Regions from separate parts of the Gossypium hirsutum genome. Here region 2 is linked to region 1. The links are chromatin contacts, called in public Hi-C maps. All regions are on one chromosome and are shown on one strand. The core of a region is the stretch at or near the end of the contact, and the rest is flanking DNA. Distances in the headings are between cores, read along the strand shown.

What was found. A called contact is a pair of places that touch in the nucleus more often than the background predicts.
Region 2: a Hi-C map of leaf shows a contact between it and region 1, with 2.1 times the contacts expected there. The contact joins the promoter of LOC107892690 here to the promoter of LOC107892062 in region 1. A contact is called at or near these places in 4 of 34 Hi-C or Micro-C datasets (callus, hypocotyl and leaf).

Annotation. Positions count from the first base shown.
Region 1 is chrD09:14,954,935-14,959,472 of Gossypium_hirsutum_v2.1, reverse strand. It overlaps LOC107892062, which reads left to right and starts at 3,175. Exons shown (of 6, transcript XM_016817033.2): 1 at 3,175-3,353; 2 at 3,496-3,587.
Region 2 is chrD09:15,109,377-15,114,437 of Gossypium_hirsutum_v2.1, reverse strand. LOC107892690 reads left to right here and starts at 1,843. Exons shown (of 1, transcript XM_016817749.1): 1 at 1,843-2,457. The coding sequence starts at 1,843. The coding sequence ends at 2,457. LOC107892059 (pentatricopeptide repeat-containing protein At2g29760, chloroplastic) reads right to left here and starts at 1,378. Exons shown (of 2, transcript XM_016817030.2): 1 at 354-1,378; 2 at 1-351. The coding sequence starts at 1,266.

The DNA of each region.
Region 1 (4,538 bases), core at 1,926-4,425:
TGTTTGGAGATATACCATCGGTATTGCTACAGTGCACGACTACAGGGAGTCAGCTGATGACTGGTTTCTATCTAGTTAAGAGCATGGTGCCCAACTGATATCTACGTTATTCAGATTGAGGACCGAATACTAACTACAATGAGCGATAGGAAGCTTATGGCAGCACATACACCATCGGTATTGCCTACGGCACGTTGCTTCCAACTACTATAGGCAATATCCATCTAAAAGTGAACGACGACAAGTGACCAACATGGGTATTTAGTCTCTATTAATATAATTTCGTTTGTCATTTTAAATTTATTCTAAATGAAAGAGTGGTATGTAATATTCGCTATGAACTTATATAGGCAGGGTATGAAATAAGTAAAGACCGTTTTCATGAGATGTTGGCAGTTTTGCATTCAATTAATAAGGAAGGCGCGGACTACCTTGGCAGTGTTGGGTCGGGTGACTATGTCAGTGCTGTTGCTGGGCCCGGTGATTGTGTGGGCGCTGTTGATGGGCCTGTGTTGTCGTCCATTCTTCTTGGATTTAAAGGGCCACTCGTTCCCTTTGGACACACAATTACCGTTGCCTCTCCTCTTCCGACAGTAAATACGGCTTGCCATAGATCCTAAACCAAGGCATGTATTCCGGCACGCACGCTAAATTTGAAACGATGATCGGTTCCCGAGTAGGTATATAATCATATCGATTTTCCCACATTTAGATATAGTGTGACTAGAATCTCGGCCAATCCGCATGCAATTGCCATAAGTTGATTCTGTGATGATCATCCAACACCTCAGGTGCCACGGAAATCAGTTGTCGAAATCCAAATTTTCGTAATACTCTGTCTGACTGGTGCATCTCCACCATCGCAAATTTGACCAATGGGACTTACACATGCCAAGCGTTCAGATTTTAGAAGTACTCATCCAGAATTACTGCTCAAATTGCCAGATCCTCGTATGGTGTCCATTGAAACTATATAAACATTATGAAAATATTAGTTATATACATAATACTAAATACTAAATACTAAACACTAAATACGAATCGACTATCTCATTATGTATATCTATTTTATTTAATACTTACTTGTGCTTCTGACCATTGGTCTAATAGAAGCTTTATATCTTCAAAAGAGGTAGGTAATTGAGCATAACTTGCAGAATGGTTCCACCTAATAAAATAATTTTTTAGCATACGATTATATTTTAAATCTAAATAATAATTGTAAAATCTAATAAAAAATTTACCTCGTTATGAGTGGGAATGTATATGGGTGGTCCACTCGAGGACGTAAAAATGGAAAGCGAAACCATGCCCATGACTGCAGTAGTGATAGGCAACCTCCGATTTTCACTTTATTTGATCGCGTCGCCCCGCACATCTCCCGATACAATGTTGCCAACACGACGGACCCTAACTAAATTCACCAGCTGCTCTAAAATCAACAAGTTTCAGTAGCCATCTCAGATGTATAAGGTTCTGTGACAAGTCCGACATTAAATAACCTCTAATAATCTCAAGAATGTATGCCCGAGCATATCAAATTCTTTCTAGTTCGGTAGAATCATCATCCGGCTCCGAGAATGTGTCTCATAACCAACCTATCTCGATCCGACCTCCGTTAATGTTGCCAACATGGCAGACCCCTAACTAAATTCACTAGCTGCTCTAAAATCAACAAGTTTCAGTAGCCATCTCAGATGTACAAGGTTCCGTGACAAGTCCGACATCAAATAACCTCCAATGATCTCAAGAATGTATGCCTGAGCATATCGAATTCTTTCTAGTTTGGTAGAATCATCATCCGGCTCTAGGAATGTGTCTCGTAACCAGCCTATCTCGATCCGACCTCCGTTAATGTTGCCAACACGGCAGACCCCTAACTAAATTCACCAGCTGCTCTAAAATCAACAAGTTTCAATAGCCATCTCAGATGTACAAGGTTCCGTGACAAGTCCAACATCAAATAACCTCCAATGATCTCAAGAATGTATGCACGAGCATATCAGATTATTTCTAGTTCGGTAGAATCATCATCTAGCTCAGGGAATGTGTCTCGTAACCAGCCTATCTCGATCCGACCTCCGTTAATATTCTCCGGAATAACACCTAAAAGCTCGTAGCATACCGCTCCCCAATCACCAGATTGAACAGACCCGGTGACTGCGTACCCGTCCACCGGTAATCCCAATTGCAAATTTACGTCTTCCAACGTGATAGTACACTCTCTACATGGAAGATGGAATGTGTGTGTCTCAGGTCTCCACCTCTCTATCAACGCACTAATGAGTTCTGGTCCAACTTGCATCCCCGGCCTACCGTCGCCACGTGACAAAAACCTACTTTCCGCAGGCAATTCTCTATCAACGGTGATGGAGGACCATGCATATTACGGATATAGCATTGTAATATCCGATCTACAGACTTTTATAAGAAATAATAAAATAAAAATTATTTAAAATTGCATAAATGAAAAAAAATCTTAAATAATATTTAAAAATTAAATTTAACACTTACCATTTTCATTTGTTCGACAGATATGTGCTTGTTATCGAGACAAATTAATTCTCCGGCCATTGCTAACACGATCAAATTTTTATGATTTAAAAAAATTCAAAAACAATAAAATTAGAGCTTTATTTAAAATAATTAAATAGAGCTTTAAGAGGAATTTAAGAGGAATTTGAGAGAAATATGAAAGAATATTCGTTAGAAATATGAGAGAATTTGAGAGAAATGATTTAAGTGTGAAAAAAATAAAATGGGGTTTTATAGTTTTTTTTACCGTTTGAGGGGCACCAACGGCTATTTTTTTTATCGTTGGTACTGTAGCAACACAGGAAAAACGCTTCCTCAAGGAAGAGCTTTGTCCACGTGGATACAAAGCGCGTCATCAAGGACGCGTTTTCTGTCCACGTGGACAAAGTGCTTCCTTGAGGAAGCGTTTTCCTGCTTTGTCACCTGACAACGCACTGACGTGATTACGTTTTCGAGAAATTAAGTCATTTCAGTAATTATTTTTTTACCGAGCTCATTTCAGTAATTTTAAAAAAAATGACTTTTATTAGAGCACGTTTGGTTGGATGAAATTGCTATTCCATTTCGCATCAAATCCGCGTGCTACAGTGTTGCATGCATTTGGTTCACCGTTTCCTCTATTCCACTAAATAGCTATTAAATTATCATTCCCTCATCTCACCGTTTAGGTATTCAGGGGTTGGGGTCTGCATACCCATTCAAGGTAACACCGTTTAGGTCTTAGACGAAAATAACCTGCCTCTCTTCTTCCCAAAATTCACTCCAGATTTCTTCTTCCCCAAATCAAGCATCCATTTGCCCTTCATCTTCATCTCCCGGTACATTTTCTTTCACCTCTTTCAAATTTTCTTTTCCCCCTTTCGGTTGAGACTTTTTCTGCTCAACTTTTCTTTTCCCCTTTCAGTCATGTTTTCTTTTTGTTTACACGAATTGAAGAAATAAAGTTTCTATTGGATGCAGTGAAATCTATCAGTACCAGCAAAGTACTGAACTCCTCATCAGAAACTGCCTTTGGAAAGGCTCGTTCGTGAATTTGCCCAAGCCTTTTTAAGGTAATACCAAATTACTGCTTCTTCTTCATTTCTATTTCAGCAAAGGTTTGTTTGCATCTTTGTAATTACATGAACCATACATCAGCTTTGTTTGCATCTTTGTTGATGGTTTGTTTGCATCTTTGTAATTATTTTGATGTTGATGTTTCTATTTCAGCCGATAATGGTAATAGTCTTCTGATAAACCCATTTTTGCCAGTTTTTTGTTTTTAAAATTTTTTAATTGGTTGGCTTTTAGGGTATAAAAGGGAAATGGAGAAATCCTTCATTCCTCATTTTGTTTTTGGTGTTTTGTCTATTTTGGGCATGTCTTTGGTGAATGTTGAATACCTTTACTTGTATTTCACCTGGACTGTTACTTATGGTACCCATTCTATTCTTGGAGTTCCCCAATAGGTTACTCTAATCCCTTGAATGGCTTGTTTAGGACTTGGTTTATCATCCTAATATACTTAAATATTGATCCTTTTATATGTGAGAATTATGACTGACAACTTAATCTCTTTATATCAGTCTAATTAATATCTCAAGCCATTATTTGTTTAAAGTGTTGTGCAGGCATTATTATTGTATCATAAAGAAAAGATTTTGTGATGAAATTTGTAATTAAACTAATATATAACTGTTACTGGACAACCTAGCTGCCATTATTCAAAAAGTTATATAATTCTCGTAGCTTTAGAAAATGAAAGATAGAGAGATCAAAAGTTGTTATTTGCCTTGTGTTCTGTGAATGTCTACTTGGTAATCTTATCAGCTGGTATCTACACTACTTCAATTGCTGCAACATTGGTCATATGGCCAGTTTTATTGTTTTATTATTGCCGTCTTTTCAGCTCTCTTTTGGTCCAGTTTTATAGTATTTCTTAATACCTTTTGCACTGTCAATATATTAAAGCTGTCATTTACCTATCTTTGGAATTGTGAACCTTTTACTCATCTCCTTTGGCA
Region 2 (5,061 bases), core at 594-3,093, 160 kb before region 1:
TAACTGAAGTCCATGAAACAGAATCCTTCTCTTTCATATCGTGGAATACTTCCAAAGCCCTCTTAACCACACCACACTTGAAATACATATCAATCAAGGAGTTTCCAACATAAACATCGGCTCGTATACCATGCTTGCAGATATAGTCATGAACTGCCTGTCCAACATCAAGAACACCCAAGTTGGCACAAGTAGAAAGAACAGTAGCCACTGTAATCTCATCAGGTGTAACCTTAGCAGCCATCATATCTTGGAAAAGCTTCAATGCATCTTTAAATTGGTTAACTTGAGAGTAACCTGTAATCATGGAAGTCCAAGAAATCACATCCCTTTGCTTCATGTTGTCAAAACCTTCCTTGCTTCAACAACTTGCCCTGCTTTTATGTACCCCTTGATCAATGCATTCCAAGACACTAAATTTCTCTCAGGCATTCTATCAAAAACTTCCCGTGCTAAATTAACTAAACCACGTTTTCCATACATATCTATCAAAGTGTTACCCAAATAAACATCAACATGAATGCAATTTTCCTCAATATATTTGACCATAGAATCTGCCAAACCCATGTTATCCGTATAACAACAAGCTAAAATAACTTTCACCATTGTCACAGCATCAGCTTTCACATTATCTTCTTGCATTGCGTTAAACAAACCCAACAATTCCTTGAACTTTTTGCATTGACTGTACCCACAAATCAAAGAATTCCAAGAAACTAAATCTCTTTTGCCCATTGTATCAAACACTTTCCTCGCAAAATCCAAATCACCACAGCTAGAGTACATATGAATCAACGCATTTGCAACGAATAAATAGGAATCAAACCCTAGTTTCACAGCATGAACATGAAACTTTTGACCGGTTTTAATATCTAAAACTCGAGCACAGGCCTTGAAAACAAAAATAAAAGTCATATTATCACCAGAAAAACCGTGGAAACAGTACATTTTGTAATAGATTTTAATAGCTTCAATGGGTTGGGTACTCTGGGAAAAACCACGGATCATGAGATTAAAGTTTAACAAAGTGGGTAGTTTAATTTGATTGAAAACGAGATAGGCTTTGTGCAAATGAAAGGGAGCAAGACAGTAAGCTCTGATAACGGAAGATATTGAAGAGGAATCATCGTGGCGGTGGGTCTTGATTAAATACGCGTGAAGCTCTTTAGCGACGGTGATAGACAGGGGATTCTTGGTTACTCGATCTGGTTTTAAACGGGATGAGAAGCTGGTGAAACGTCGCGAAATGGGCCTTGCAAGTTTCATGAACAGCGGAGGTTCAAGTAGCAGAATATTTGGAGTCAATTTCTTGTATTAGGCTCACGATGTATGAACTTGTTTCTTAAATCTTACCACCATTTTTAGGCTTAATGTATGATTTGGCACCCGAAGTATACTTGTTTTCTCATTTTAGTATTAAAATTTTTATGCTTAATTCATTATTTTATAGATTAATTATTTTATTATTTAATAATATATTATTTTTAAAATAAATATTTTTTAGGGTAATTTTTAGCTTGGGATATTGGCGATGGTGGACAATAATGGTGGCAGGCCTAATACCGGCATTAGGAGAGTAACTAAGAAAGTGAAAAGGCGACCGGAGTCATCACAAGAAGCGGATGATCCAACAGTTGATGGAGATGGTCAGCAAATCCAAAACCAGGATACAACTAGAATCACATATAAGGCAACGCTAATGGGGGATGTCCATGAGGCAGTACAACATACTAGAATGGAAGAAGGTTTTGAACTGCAAGATGGGGACGTGGTTATGAAATGGTGGACGGAGTTCCATTGGTAACGTTTTCGAATCGTGTTCACAAATTTATTGAGCGTAAAATGTCAAGAACTGTGATCGTCAAGCTTTTAGGGTCCAAAATTGGGTTTAATGCACTTAGCAAAAAGATTACGCTTCTGTGGAAACCCAAAGGCTCATTCCAACTCATGGATTTGGATAATGAGTTTTACTTGGTTCAGTTTGATGATACAGATGACTATAAAAATGTGTTAACAGGAGGCCCTTGGGTTGTTTATGGTAATTATCTGACGGTTCGTCCATGGTCTCTGGATTTTTCATCCACGAATGCTGATATGAGTATTCAAGTTGTTTGGATTAGATTACCAGGTTTACTTGAAGGGTTCTACTCAAAGGTCTTGCTCAGAGCTATTGGGCAGATTATTGGACCAGTTATCAAACTCAATATTAATACGAATCTTGAAAGGAAGGGTCAGTTTACTAGATTAGCGGTCTGTGTTGATCTGCAGAAACTGTTAATTTCAAAAGTGAGAATCAATGATCAATTACAGCGGGTTGAGTATGAATCATTACGGAACGTCTGTTTTCAGTGTGGTTTATACAGCCATAGCTCTGAAGGTTGCATTGGCACGAAAGGACCGCAACCGGGCAAGGAAAATGAATCGTTAGGAATAGTTGGGGTTTCATCGGGTATCTAGAAGCGAGTGGAGGAAGAGGCCTTTGGCCCTTAGATGTTGGTTGAGAGGCATCGTGGGGGAAAGGCCCGGAGCAACGGTGAACCTAGAAACAGTGGCCGAAGAGCCAATCAAGGAGGATCTAGATTTTCAATTCTGGAAAAGGAAGATGGATTGAATCAAGACGTATTTAGTGGGCAGGTTGAAGATATGTAGGAGATCGAATGGCAAAAATGATGACTAAGGGAGCAAATGGGGTTAGGAAGATGGGGCCGAATAGGAAAGGTAAAGGAGTTCTTATTGGACATAGGCCTAAAGTTGGGCCAAAAATTTTGAAACCCATTAATTCTAATGGGGAAACATCAGGGCTTAACCAGAAAAAATTTGATGATGGCTCCTCTATGGCCCATGATAAGGTGGACAAGGTGATTGATGTGGGGGGTTTCAATCCCGTTCAGATTTCGAACCATCTAAATGCTATAAATCACCAGGCCATTCAGGTTGGTGGTATAGAACAATCTGTGGTATCGACAGGCAAAGAATTAATGGGTATGATGATAGGTAAGGAAAAACGATTGTTCTGTTTTGGAATTGGTTTCGTTGGAGAGGTTGCACCGAAGTAGAATTCCTCAATCTTTGTGGAAGGAAATTAATAGTGGAAGAAACCACCAGATAGTTCATTTGTTGATCTAGAAATAGAAATAGTAGACGTAGAGGTAGAGGTAGCCATGGAAGAAATTGTTGGTGGATTAGATAGAGATCCTGCTAGCATCAGTTTGCAAGTCGATACAACCATGGTAACTGAGCAGTTTGGAGGTATGGATTCAATTAGTGCCGAAACTAGCTGTTGATTCTATCTTGTTGAGGAATTTTATCACTTTTTATATTTATGGATACAAAACTTATTTTTTGGAACTGTCAAGGTGCCCAGCTTTGATAATTTCGTTTCTGAGTATATGAAAGAAGTACATCTAGATGTCATATGTCTTTTCGAAACCCGGACTAGTGGTGATTGAGCTGATAAAATTGTTTCACGAATTGGTATGAATAGATCATTTCGGATTGAAGCAAATGGTTTTGCAGGAGGTATTTGGATCTTATGGAATGAATCGATTGCGGTGGACATTGTATGTTTTACTCCCCAATTGGTGCATATGCGAATCATGAATGCACAAGGCTCTTTGTGTTTTTTATGTACTGCAGTTTATGCTATCCCACAGTCGAGTACGAGGAAGGGCCTTTAGAAAGTTCTTAATGTCATGGCTGAATCAATTAAAGATCTGTGGTTGATTGCCGACGACTTTAATTCTATTTTGGATGGTTTAGATAGAATTGAGGGAGCGTCAATTTCTCAGGTTGGCCGTAAATGGTTTCAAGAATTCATTTTTAATAATGGCTTGCGTGATTTGGGTTATAGTGGTCCCAAATTTATGTGGAGCAAGGGTTTTTTATCGCAGAGGCTTGACAGAGCTATTTGTAATTCTGAATGGGACTCTTTTGCTCCTAATTGTTTGGTACACAACCTCTATCGTCTGGAATCTAACCATAAACCAGTCTTGGTATCTTTTAAACCCGAGCCTACTAAAGGTTATAGACCTTTTAGATGTCTTGATAGCTAGATGTTGCATGTTGATTTTAAAGGATTTGTCAAACAGCATTGGAGGAATGATGAGGGGATCATGACTAATGTGGAGAGATTCCAAATTGCAATTCAAGATTGGAATAAAAAATTCTATGGGAATTTATTTGTAAGAAAACAGAGCTTATTTACTGAATTGAATCGGGTGCAGAAAATTCTCAACTTAAGAACATCAGTCAGACTTCAGAAACGGTAATTGGATATTCGACAGAAGTTAAAGGAAGTTCTAAAGCATGAGGAGCTCCTATTGTTCCAAAAGTCAAGAACGAAATGGCTCAATTATGGAGTTAGAAATACTAGTTATTTCCACAAGTGTAGTTTGGCAAGACAAAAGCGAAGCAGGATAGATGAGCTCAAAATTGGAAATAATTGGGTCTTTGATGGGGAAGAGATGAAAAAGCATGAGATGGAGTTTTTCAAGGATCTATATTCCATAAATTATTCAGTTTGTGGGGTATTACCTTGTCATGGTGCGTTTCCTAAAATTACCTCGGTCGATAAAGATGGTTTGCTCCTCACTATTTCTAATGATGAGATACACAGGGAAGTTTTTGGTATGTCTCCTTTGAAAACCCCTAGTATAGATGGTTTCCATGCTAAAATCTACCAATCTAACTAGGATATTGTAGGCCAATCAAGTTGCTGTCTTGTGCGTCAAATTTTGGATGGTAAGCCGTTAGAGCCTACTTTGAATAGAACTTTGATAGTGTTGTTACCTAAAATTCAGGTTCCAGAAACCAATTTAGACCTATAAGCTTATGTAACGTGGTGTGTAAGATCTTGACTTTTGGTGTTGGTCAATAGGTTGAGCCCTTTGATGGTGAAAGTTACGTCACAAAATCAAGCTAGTTTTGTCCCAGGGAGAAGTATTGTGGATAATATTGTTGTAGCTCAGGAAGCTATACACTCTTTGAGAGGATTTAGAAGTAACAAGCTTGGAATGACCCTTAAGATAGATTTGGAGAAGGCTTATAATAAAATTAGATGGG